Regions from separate parts of the Mus musculus genome. Here all the other regions are linked to region 1. Evidence: chromatin contacts called from public promoter capture Hi-C data. All regions are on one chromosome and are shown on one strand. Each heading gives the region's core, a stretch centred on a gene start, on an enhancer-like site or on the middle of the called end of the contact. The rest is flanking DNA. Distances are from core to core; before and after follow the strand shown.

Region 1 (3,528 bases), core at 551-3,050:
AACAAATCACAGTCAACAGCATCCAACCGCTGAGCAGCCAATCAGTTCCTAGTATCAGGCCCTAGTATTTATATACCCTCTGAAGAGTCCCCAGAATTCCACACACTCTCAGAAACCATCTGCAGCTGGCAAAACCACACCCCTGTTAGAGCATGAGGCAAATTACAGTCAGCTGCTGTGGACAATCTGAAGCAGCCCCACCTGGGGTTAAAACAAACAAACAAACAAACAAAACATTCTTTATATTTCTGTGTTTTTTTAAAGAAACCAAAATTCTCACTACAAGAATCACCGTGGTCCTCTTTCCCCAAACCTTAGTGTTTGTGGTCTCCACCTCCTCAGATGGTATCCACTTCACATGCATATAATACAGATCTTGGAATTGCAATCTAGGAATAAAGAAAATCTGTTTGTATAAACTTTCACTGGAGAACTGGGGTGGGGCGTGCCACACTGCGTGCACTTGGAAATTCATCTCTCTCTCAAGCTCTCCGGGGTTTGCTGCTGACTCCATTCATCTTGACATTTATATACTATTTTATATTTATTTAAGCATTAGGTAGAGGCTAGTTCAGCTTCTTCCACTCAGTAAGCCCCTTGTGGTTAGAACAGTTGCTTTAAATGTATGCATTAAATGAACTTTATATTTCTCAAACACCTACTCCTCTTGGGACACCAAAAAAGCTATTTAGTAAGAACTGCTTAATTCATAAATGATACCTCGGGACTGTCTGGACTCTGAACTCCTAAAACATTTACAGCCTCCATATAGCCCAGACTTCTTAGACATTGCAGCTTTTCTGTCCTCATAGCAGTTGTGTGTGCCACTCCAAGACACATGATCTTCAACTGCTGAAATATGAAGTCATGGCTATTGCAGCCAAGCTCCGATAGTCATTCCTCACCTTCTGCTCACTGAAAGAATCCATTACAAGTTCTTTCCTTTCCTTTTCTTTCTTTTTTTTTTTCTTTTTGGTTTTTCGAGACAGGGTTTCTCTGTGTAGCCCTGGCTGTCCTGGAACTCACTTTGTAGACCAGACTGGCATTGAACTCAGAAATCTGCCTGCCTCTGCCTTCCAAGTGCTGGGATTAAAGGCGTGCGCCACCATGCGTCACTCTCGGTTTTTTAAAAGTACAAATGCAAAATAAGTTCAAAAGGTTTGACAATGCAAAACACACAATGTAAAATTAGTAAGCACGCAAGGTCTTGTATTGCCCTCAGGTTCTTCTCTCAGACCCAGGGCGTCCACACCAGGCGGTCCTTAGAACCTCACCAGGGGAAGGCAGCCTAAGACTCAAAGAGCGCGGAACCTGGAACTGAGATCTGTGCAGATGTTCAATCTTTGGTGACCCCGTGGACGCCCTGCACTCATTTAAAGGTTGCCCGGGGTCCTAAGGGAGTCTTTGTGCTTATTACAGACTATGCAGTAGATTCCCAAAGTTTTAAGGGATGCTCCCGCCTTTTGGCCGCCTCAAGTTGAAGTGTTCCCGCCCACAGTGGCTGCTTCCCGAGCAGGCAAGCGGCTCTGGCTCCCTCTGGGTCTAGTGGTTCCTCTGGAGTCTCCCAAGCTCAGCCTCGTCCACTTCTCTCCAAGTCCTGCTTTCCCCAAGCCAGGGAGCATGCCGGCGTCCTCACTGGAGCTCAGCCACGCCTCCTCACTCCAAGTTTGATTTCAGAGCGCGCCAAGCCTGAGGGAGACTGTAATTGGTTGAAAGTGAGAGACTCTCCCGCTTGATTGGTGGAGTGTTGTGGTGGGCGGGACGGGGCGGAGTCAAAGACGGAAACCCGGCGGGCCAGGGCTTCCTGGCTGCGGTATGGACCTGGTTAAGTGTCCGGAGCACGGTAAGGCCTCAGTCTCGGGATTTCCCTCCCGGGGACTGTGGGACTGGCTTGGAGTGGCCGATGCTGACCTTCTTGTTTCCTCAGGGGACGCCTGCTTCTTAAAGACCGGCGTCCGCGATGGCCCGAATAAGGGAAAGAGCTTCTACGTGTGCCGGACGAACACATGCGGCTTCGTGCAGGCCACCGAGTGAGTCTCCAGCCCGGCCCGGTTACACGGAGTGACCCAGCCTGGTCACTTCAGCTGCCTTGGGACGCGGACTCACCCACACTCCGATCCTTCTAGAGTCTGCTTCAAGTTTCTAGGCACCTGTCTGGCCTTACTTAGCCACTCCCCTTTGCCCCGGCATCCTTTCTGCTCCCTCTAAAAAGTGTAAACAAACAGTGGACATGGGAATTAATTTGCTAGTCTTGTACCAATTTTAGGTCGCCATTTAAATTTTACGTTTAAGGTTAAAACATGTTAATTAGACACAAGCTTTTCTCCTTCATCTAGTGGCATGACGTTAACAACCCAGAGAGAGCCAGAGTCTTTAGGGCAGTGTTTCTCAACCTGCGGGTCACGACCTTCAGGATCTAAGGACGCTTTCACAGGGGTTGCATTTCAGTTATCCTGCAAATCAGATATTTTTACATTGCGATTCAAAACGGCAAAAATTACAGTTATAAAGTAGCAATGGGAATGATTTTATGATTGGGGTCACCATAACTGTTGTAACGGGTATTAGGAAGGTTGAGAACCGCTGCTGTAGGGAGTTAGTGCTGAAAGAAACATCAGAGGTTGATGTGGATCGCAGGTTCTGCAGATGTGAAAGCTGAGACCTAGAAACCTCAAGCATCTTGTCTAAAGTGAGGAAAGTCAAGTGTGACAATCTTTTTTTTTTTTTTTTTTTTTCCCAGACAGGGTTTCTCTGTATAGCCCTGGCTGTCCTGGAACTCACTCTGTAGACCAGGCTGGCCTCGAACTCAGAAATCCGCCTGCCTCTGCCTCCCAAGTGCTGGGATTAAAGTCGTGCGCCACCACCGCCCGGCAAGTGTGACAATCTTAACATACCGGGTGTTGACATTCTCGAAGTGAAATTACACTGTGGTGTCATTTAACATTTCTCCCTGCTCTCTATTCAGCTGGACTTTGTAGAGCATGGTTATTTTTTTTTCAGTATCATAGCTATACTAATATACTAATGAATATTAGTAATATACTAATGAATAGTAGTACTGGAATAACTTGTATGATTTGTGTCTCCACTTTGTACCAGAATTTACTATTTATTTCTAGAAATATTATATAGATAATGTTTCTAAATATACTGAGATTTGGTACCCTGCTCAAATGTTTTAAGACACATGTGTGCTCATGTTTATAGGAATTGTGCATCAATGTTGGTCTTAGGTTTGTTTCAACATTAAAAGAAATGTTCTTGTGGACTGGAGAGATGGGCCAACCTTTAAGAGCACTGGCTGTTCTTCCAGAGGCCCTAGCTTCAATTTCCAGCACCCACTTAGGGGCTGTCAAATGTCTATAACTTCAGTTCCAGGGGATCGGGTGCCCACTTCTGGCCTCTGAAGGCCCAGCATGTACTTGGTGTATAGACACACATGCAGGCAAAATATCCCTAAACATAAAATAGAAATAAATCAATCTTGAAAAAGAGAGTGAAGATTCTTAAACAGTGTGTCACTTACAT
Region 2 (3,528 bases), core at 607-3,106, 1.8 Mb before region 1:
GTCTTCGTCTATGAAGATGGGGATGCCCTGCTTGCACATGCGCACTGTCCCTAACCCACTGCAAAGGTTTGATAAGTCTGGAGAAGCTGGCACAAAATAAGCACTAAACCCAGCCTGAGAGACTTCCCTCCCTGGCTCACACAAAGTATGTTGTAAGCAGTGAGAGTAACGGGTGTCACTGCAACATGGCACCTATAATTAACAGCCTTCGAAATTAAGCCAGACTTATAAACAAACAAACAAACAAACAAACAAACAAACAATACAGCACAAGGGCGCTCAGAAAGTCTTCTTCCTGGAGTGTGATGGGTGTAAAAGCCAAGTTGTACAAAGTCTATATGTATTTTTAAAATACAGGGGATGTCCCCAGGTACTGCCTCCAGACTGTCCATTGCTAGCCAGTGTTGGTCATGGCCACGCAGTCTCTGAAGAGCTTAGAGTTGCTGGAGTCACCCAGGCTTCAGGGCTGATGGGTTGGTAGTCACAAGTGAGGCCCATCGTTCAATAATTTATTACTTATCGTCCATCCAGCCTCCTCAGAGCAGATGGGACAACCATCGCGGCCAGTCCAGTGGTTTCAAAGCATCCCAAAGCATCTCTGCTCCTGCAGTTACCCACATCCCCTGAAGCGAGACTCGTGTCTTCCCTCAGGGTCTATCTGAGCAGCTACACTGGCTGGCATTCTGTTACTGGAAGGCCAATAGGGACTGTGCAGAATGGGCCTCTGACCGTTTTCCAGGGCTCGGGAGAGAGTATTCCAGGGATGGTACACCTCTAACTATGCCCTGCTAACACAGTAGACTGGGGCCATGGCACTCTCTCTGGCTGTCTCTATGCATCTCTACCCAGGGAATGCTGCCAGGTCTACACCACCCTGCAAAGTTGAATGAGATCATTTCAAGAGTACTGGTTGTACGCAGGGACCCTAGGGGGATGTTGCTGCTCTTCCAAAATCCCTCCATTTTCCAACCCCTCGTAAAAGAGCACCCACCACTGCCCACCCAGAAGACCCCCCCCCCCGCCAATGCCCAAGAAAAGGACGATCTTCCCCACTCTTTCAATTTTCTCTACTGTCCGTTATTTTCCCAACAAACCACCAGAGCCAGGCGGCGTGTCCGCACACTCTTGGTTGGGGCGCCACCCCAGGCAGCCCTACGGTAGGGATTTCCCTCCCAGAGCCTTGGCCCGGCCGCCGGGTTCCCCAGAGAAGGCAGCGCGAGAAGTGGGTGTGTGTACACAGCAGGATGCAGGGAGCACGGGCCGCCAGGCCCCCAGCCCTCGGAATATTGGGGCCCGCTAGATCCCCGCACCTGGCGCCACCCGCCGGGCGATGCCGCCGAAGATGATGGCTTCTTTCGGGGGAGCATCGCACCGTGTCTCCTCTTCTCATCACCTCTGGTAGCTCAAGCTTCTCTATGTCCTATCCCCCTCCATATGTCCCCTCCCTCTTTGTCTGCTTAGCGCCTCTGAACATCCTGCCCTCTCCTATGGCCCAACTCTATTGCGGTCACCTCCCCGGGGACCCTGGCCCCCTAACCGGCCCGCCGGTTCGGGTCTCACCCAGAACAGCAGGTTGAAGCCGAGCAGCAGATACTTGATGCACCGCAGGCCCCCGCGAAAACGCCCCATGCTGCGACCCCGGCGGCGGGCTCCCGATTCCCCAGGCCCGCGCCGAGCCCCGGGAGCGGCGGGCGCCGGTGGAGGGGCGGGGCGGGTTGGGAGGGGCGTGACCTGTGGGCGTGGTCTGCGGGCGGGGATTTGGTCGCGAGCGGCCAGCTGGCTGTGGCTGGGGCGCCCTGGGGTGGAGATCCCGGTCCCACGCACCCGCTCCGGCCCTTGGAGGTAGCACCACCTTCGTCCACGCTGGTGGGCTTGGGCTCCTGTAGCTATCCGAGCATATGTGCGCCCACCCGGAACGCGGGGTCCATTTAATCAGTGCCGGGTGCCCAGACTCCCTTGAGGCCCTCGATGATGGTTGAAGTTATCCTGCGTGTCTATGGAAACCTAGGGAGGTGACTTCAGATGGTAAAGCTAATAGGATCGGTGAAGCCGGTAGAGACTCTGTGGTGAGGCGCCAGGCAGAGTGTCCAGGGCTGCAGTTAAGCAGAGTCCTGCAAGCGCCCAGGCCGCGGGCGGAGGCCGCTGCTGGGGACCCTCCCTCCTGCCGCTGCGTTCCTAGAGGACTGTTACCTTAATAGGCAAGAACTGGGAGTAGGCGCGCCAGGCGGAGGCCCTGGGCCCTGACACTGCTTCCCACCCTGCCCAGTCCAGCCCACCAGATCAGGGAAAGGGAGTCAGACCTCTCACTCACATCCTGCTAGGTTTGATAGATCGGGGGCCTTGAAAGAAGTCCAGATTCTTAGGGTCTAGACTGAGATGTGTAGATCAGGGAAAGGGAGCGAGTTCTGTTTTGCTTTGTTTTTATTAAGCTAGGCGACTGGTGAAGAATCGGGCATTCACTTCAGTTGACTAAGTGTCTACAATATGTGGTGTCAGACGGCACGGGGGAGACAGGAAAGTGTAAAATCAGGGAGCTTGTGCATTAATTTAGCAACACTCTAAGTGCCAATTATAGGCCAGGCATAGTAGCAAGCCCTGGGGACACCAGAAGAATGCCAGGCTTGCTATCACATCTTTACTGGAGGGCACAGATCTGTAAGCAAATTTTTGGAACAAGGTGAGGTGGGTGGGCTAGGAGCTGGGCAAGAGACTGCTTCTGCCTTGACTAAGGAAGGCTTTTCAAGAAGACTGGACCTGATCCTAATTTGTAAAATAGGTGTCAGTAGCTGGGCAGTGGTTGTTCACGCCTTTAATCCCAGCTCTTGGGAGGCAGAGGCAGGCAGATTTCTGAGTTTGAGGCCAGCCTGGTCTACAGAGTGAGTTCCAGGATAGCCAGGGCTATACAGAGAAACCCTGTCTCAAAAAACCAAAACCAAACAAACAAAAAGGTGCCAGTAGAGAGAGCAGGGGGTCAGGGGAGGAAGCAGAGGAAGTACAACCTAGCCTGGGAGCAGGAGTCAGAGAGATGGCCAAGGTGAGGGGAGTCAGGAGCTCACCAGAACAAATCACAGAGGGCAGGCACTTGACTAATGTGACACATTACCCCATTATCTTGGGGCCTCTCTTTCCCATCTCAGTATGGAGATTGTACAACCTGCTTCAAAAGAGTTGTGAAGATTAAGGAGTTAATATATGTACAGTGAGATCAGTGAGGCACATGAGATTATGATATAAGGTAGCCAGGACCTCACCAACCATTCATTCAATTTCTTCCGTGTTACAGTCAGGCATATTTCCATCTTTGAAAAGCTAGTGAATTTTATTTATGAAACTGAGAAGGCAAATGAAAGTGCTGCTTCTGGTAGTAACAGTGAACTGGAGACAAAGATGAAGTCATTAAGTATGCGGAGGCGAAGCCCTGGTTTCAGTTACACTTATAGCTCTCTCTCACCTTGGTTTTGCTTTGAAAGAGGAACTAAATTAATAAGTGGTCTCTACTATCCAGTAGGCATTCAGTAAATCAACTGA
Region 3 (3,528 bases), core at 656-3,155, 1.0 Mb before region 1:
TCGGCCCTCATACTCTCCCGGAGCACCATCTGTCACGCAGACTGCCACACACATTGGGGACCTAGGGACGTGGATCACACAATGCCCGGCAGTCTGCCGACTACCTCCCGGGAAAACGCAGGCGGCCAGGTCGCTGCGGGCGAAGGGGCTGGGGAGGGCCAGAGAGGGATGGACTCCGAGGCACCAGTGCGGGACGCCCCGGGCGCAAGCTGTATCTGTGCGGGTGAAGTTCGTGAGCTTAGGGGACCGGAGCCCCGCAGCCCACCGGCGGCCCAGGGAGGCCTGGCCGCGGCCCCGTGTCTGCGCCGGGCTTTCCCCAGACGATGCCCTCCTGGAAAAGCCACCTCGGGCCGGCAGCTCGAGGGCCTTCGCGTCTTCGAGAACCACTGGGCTTGCGGGTGATCTGGGTGGGCAGATGGGGATAGAAACCTGCCTGAGCTGAGCTTTTGGGCCTCCGCCACCAGGAGGGACGACCGGGCTATGACCTCTGTACCCCGCCTTGCCCCTCACAGGCAAGGCTCCTGAGTAAGAGCCTCGCTTCAGAGAAACAAAAGCCAGGGAGGGGATGTAGGTTCGGCTCCTGGCCTCGAATTTGCCCAGGAGAGACCTGAGCTCAGAAACAGCTTTCCGTGCAAGGAAAACGGATCCTCAGAATAACAATAAATGAACCAAACGAACTGCATGCTGCTCCCCCCGCCCCCCAGGCTTTTCTCTACGTTTATAAGTGAAACAACTCACACCTACGCAGTTGGCGTGAAGAGGTAGAAATACACAGGGAGAAAAATCATAGCAAACCACGACATAGTTACAGATCGGACAAAAAGTTCCCGGGCTGTCCCCCCACGCGTTTAAATCCTCCAGATATTTAAATAGTCATAAATGGTATTTCTCGTGGGCATTTAAGTCTATGACCATGTGTGAGGAATACATCTATAAAATACAATATGACTCAACTTAATCTAAAGAAAAAGAGACGTGAAGATGTCTTACCTTGCAAGAGCCCTGTCGATAATCTTTTCGTCAATCTTTTAGAGTTAAAATTCCAGGAAACAAGGAGGAGAGATCCTGGCAAATATTAAAAGCAGCCAATATTTATTACATTCGCAGATGAAAAAGCAGCTGTCATCTCGCCGACCACCACAACGAGCGGCGGTGTCTTAGCGGGTGTATGGTTGTTCACTTAGTTGATGGATTGAAAACGCCCGTTTGTTTGTTTGTTGGTTTGTTTTTAACTGTTCTTAAACATTTCAGGAAAATTCGTTGTTGATCTTTATAAGTCGAAGTGTTGAAACCTCACGCCTCCCCACTCAAAGGGCTGTATAAATAACAAAAGAGATGCTGAGATAAAAACAATCACATCAAAGGGACGATTCCTCCACTTTCTAATAGCAGAATAATCAATAAGAAAGATGGTTAAGATAAAATTCCATTCCTTGAGGACTCCTTCCCTTCCCTTAATCGGGCTGGGGCGAAACTGGGAAGTGCGGTCAGGGATGGAAGGGGCTCAGAAGTGATTTTTCTCTTCTTCTTCAAGATAATGCTTTGTTCAGCCGGTGTCTCCCCAGTTCCCAGGAACAACAATACAGTAACTAGGGCTTAAGGTTGCCTCTGTCTTGTCCCTCATCTACTTCTGTGTTGTATAAGCAGACGCCAATTTTGCAGTTTCAAAGTCTTTCAAGGTTTGGTTACACCCCCTACCCTACCCCACTCCCTCCCCTCTTTACCTTGTGGTGAAATGTATATAGTCAGTAGCTTGGAGATGCTGGAGAGAGATTGGAGAGAAGTGGACGTCTTCTGGAGTAACAGTGACAGGGAAGCAGAGAAAGGGGAGCTTGGGAGAGCCAGAGAGGAGAGGCAGCTGCCTGTGTGGCTTCTTGGCTCTTCTGGTACCAATTGATTTAGCCTGGAGATGGTGGAAGAGATAAAGGCTTAAGAAGGGGGATGGAATTTTTTCCCCCTAAATTGATATTTAATGGGAAATCCTATTGGACAGAAACCTGGACACGAGTCACTTAATTGGACTTGACATCTGTCACAGTGTGGGAGTTTTCACAGCCCAAATATTTTAGCAGATCAGATTCCCACTGAATCTGTGCCATAAAATATAGCAGTTGAAAGCAGCCCATGATAGAAGCCATAGCATCTACAGCGTCTGGCCACACAGGCGGTTCCTTGTTTTCAGATTATTGATGCAATATTTAAGTGCAAGTAGACACTATATGAACATGGAAAATTCCTCTGGCATTTTGTGAGCCAGCATTTTTTTAAATCAATAGTTAGAAAAATAGTTGTGCTGGGCACATGAAAGCATATTCTGTCTATGACACTGTAATTAAGGTGAACGATCCAGACAGGCAATGCTAACATTTATGTAAAGTGAAGTGTCTTTTAGAGGATGCTTTAATCATGATTATTTAAGCATATGGATGTTTTGGAGAAAGGTTCTACTATGAGACCAGCTTATTAATAGATGATATTTTAAAGGACGTTTGACACATTAGTTTAAATCATTGGTGGAATTAGGAGCAGAATCCAAGTAGTTAGAGACCACTAGATAATTCTACTTTTTGAGTTATGTTTGGTTTTCTTTTTCTTTACCCATTTACTCATGTTCATTATTCGCTGTAAAATATGACACACAGTATGTGCAAAGACAGTACTTTATTCTTGCCCATCCTAACACGTGAGTGAATATATTTAGCTGGGTGGCAATGTAATTGTGCTAAAATGTAAATATTAAGTATTCTAGCATGCAATGCCTTTGCCTAAGATGACCTCCAGTCCCAAATTTATGTGTTTTACAAAATTAAGGGAAATTTACTGTTAGTCACTATCAATTATATATTATTTGCTATTATTTACACATTGCCAGTGATACCACTAATTCTGTCTTCTTTCTGTCTATCTTCCTTCCTTTCTTCCTTCCTGTCTTTCTTTCTTTTTGGTATTTTTGACAAGGTCTCACTATGCAGCCCTGGCTGGCCTGACCCTCACCATGGAGACCAGGCTGACCTCAAACTCATAGAGATATGCTTGTTTCTGCTTCTCATGTGTTGGGATTAAAGGCATGTACCATCACACCCAAATACTATTTTTTTTTAGATTGATTAAGCTTAGAGGAAATGAGAGAATAATAGCCAACCTCCTGTCTCCCTGTTCCTAGGTGAGTTTTTGTGGAGAGGAGAACCTTCACTTTCTCTTCATAATCACCTTTGTCCTATAAAGAGGTATTGTCCTCAGGGGAGGGCTGTAGAGCTACCCACCTAGAGAGTGGCCCTCTGGGTTCCTCATGGCTGTGATGTATATTGTTTGCCTTTGTTCACATCAGCTCCAGGAGGGTAATGGGCCAGAATAGGCAGGGTAGAGGGAAAGAAGGGAATATGGTACCAGTGCTGCTCAGCCTCACCTCTGCTCAACCCAGGTATCCCCAAGCATAGAGATGGGCAAGCAGAGAAGCCCCTTCCCTGCAGGGCTGGTGGGAGCCAGGAGTGACGATGTGGGAGAGAGGAAGGTTTCCCAGCCTGGCTA

The links. Promoter capture Hi-C pulls out the DNA fragments that hold promoters and counts their contacts.
Region 2: a promoter capture Hi-C map of pre-B cells shows a contact between it and region 1, with 2.6 times the contacts expected there. The contact joins the promoter of Tspan2 here to the promoter of Ttf2 in region 1. A contact is called at or near these places in 2 of 39 promoter capture datasets (liver and pre-B cells) and 1 of 115 datasets of contacts at active chromatin or transcription factors (embryonic forebrain).
Region 3: a promoter capture Hi-C map of stem cell-derived epiblast-like cells shows a contact between it and region 1, with 2.7 times the contacts expected there. The contact joins the promoter of Nhlh2 here to the promoter of Ttf2 in region 1. A contact is called at or near these places in 4 of 39 promoter capture datasets (hippocampal neurons, liver and stem cell-derived epiblast-like cells).

What each region holds. Positions count from the first base shown.
Region 1 is chr3:100,967,935-100,971,462 of GRCm38.p6, reverse strand. It overlaps Ttf2 (transcription termination factor, RNA polymerase II), which reads left to right and starts at 1,800. Exons shown (of 23, transcript NM_001013026.2): 1 at 1,800-1,843; 2 at 1,928-2,030. The coding sequence starts at 1,816.
Region 2 is chr3:102,733,098-102,736,625 of GRCm38.p6, reverse strand. It overlaps Tspan2 (tetraspanin 2), which reads right to left and starts at 1,856. Exons shown (of 8, transcript NM_027533.3): 1 at 1,561-1,856. The coding sequence starts at 1,629. Tspan2os (tetraspanin 2, opposite strand) reads left to right here and starts at 1,209. Exons shown (of 4, transcript NR_040588.1): 1 at 1,209-1,398.
Region 3 is chr3:102,008,522-102,012,049 of GRCm38.p6, reverse strand. Nhlh2 (nescient helix loop helix 2) reads right to left here and starts at 1,905. Exons shown (of 3, transcript NM_178777.3): 1 at 1,725-1,905; 2 at 991-1,315.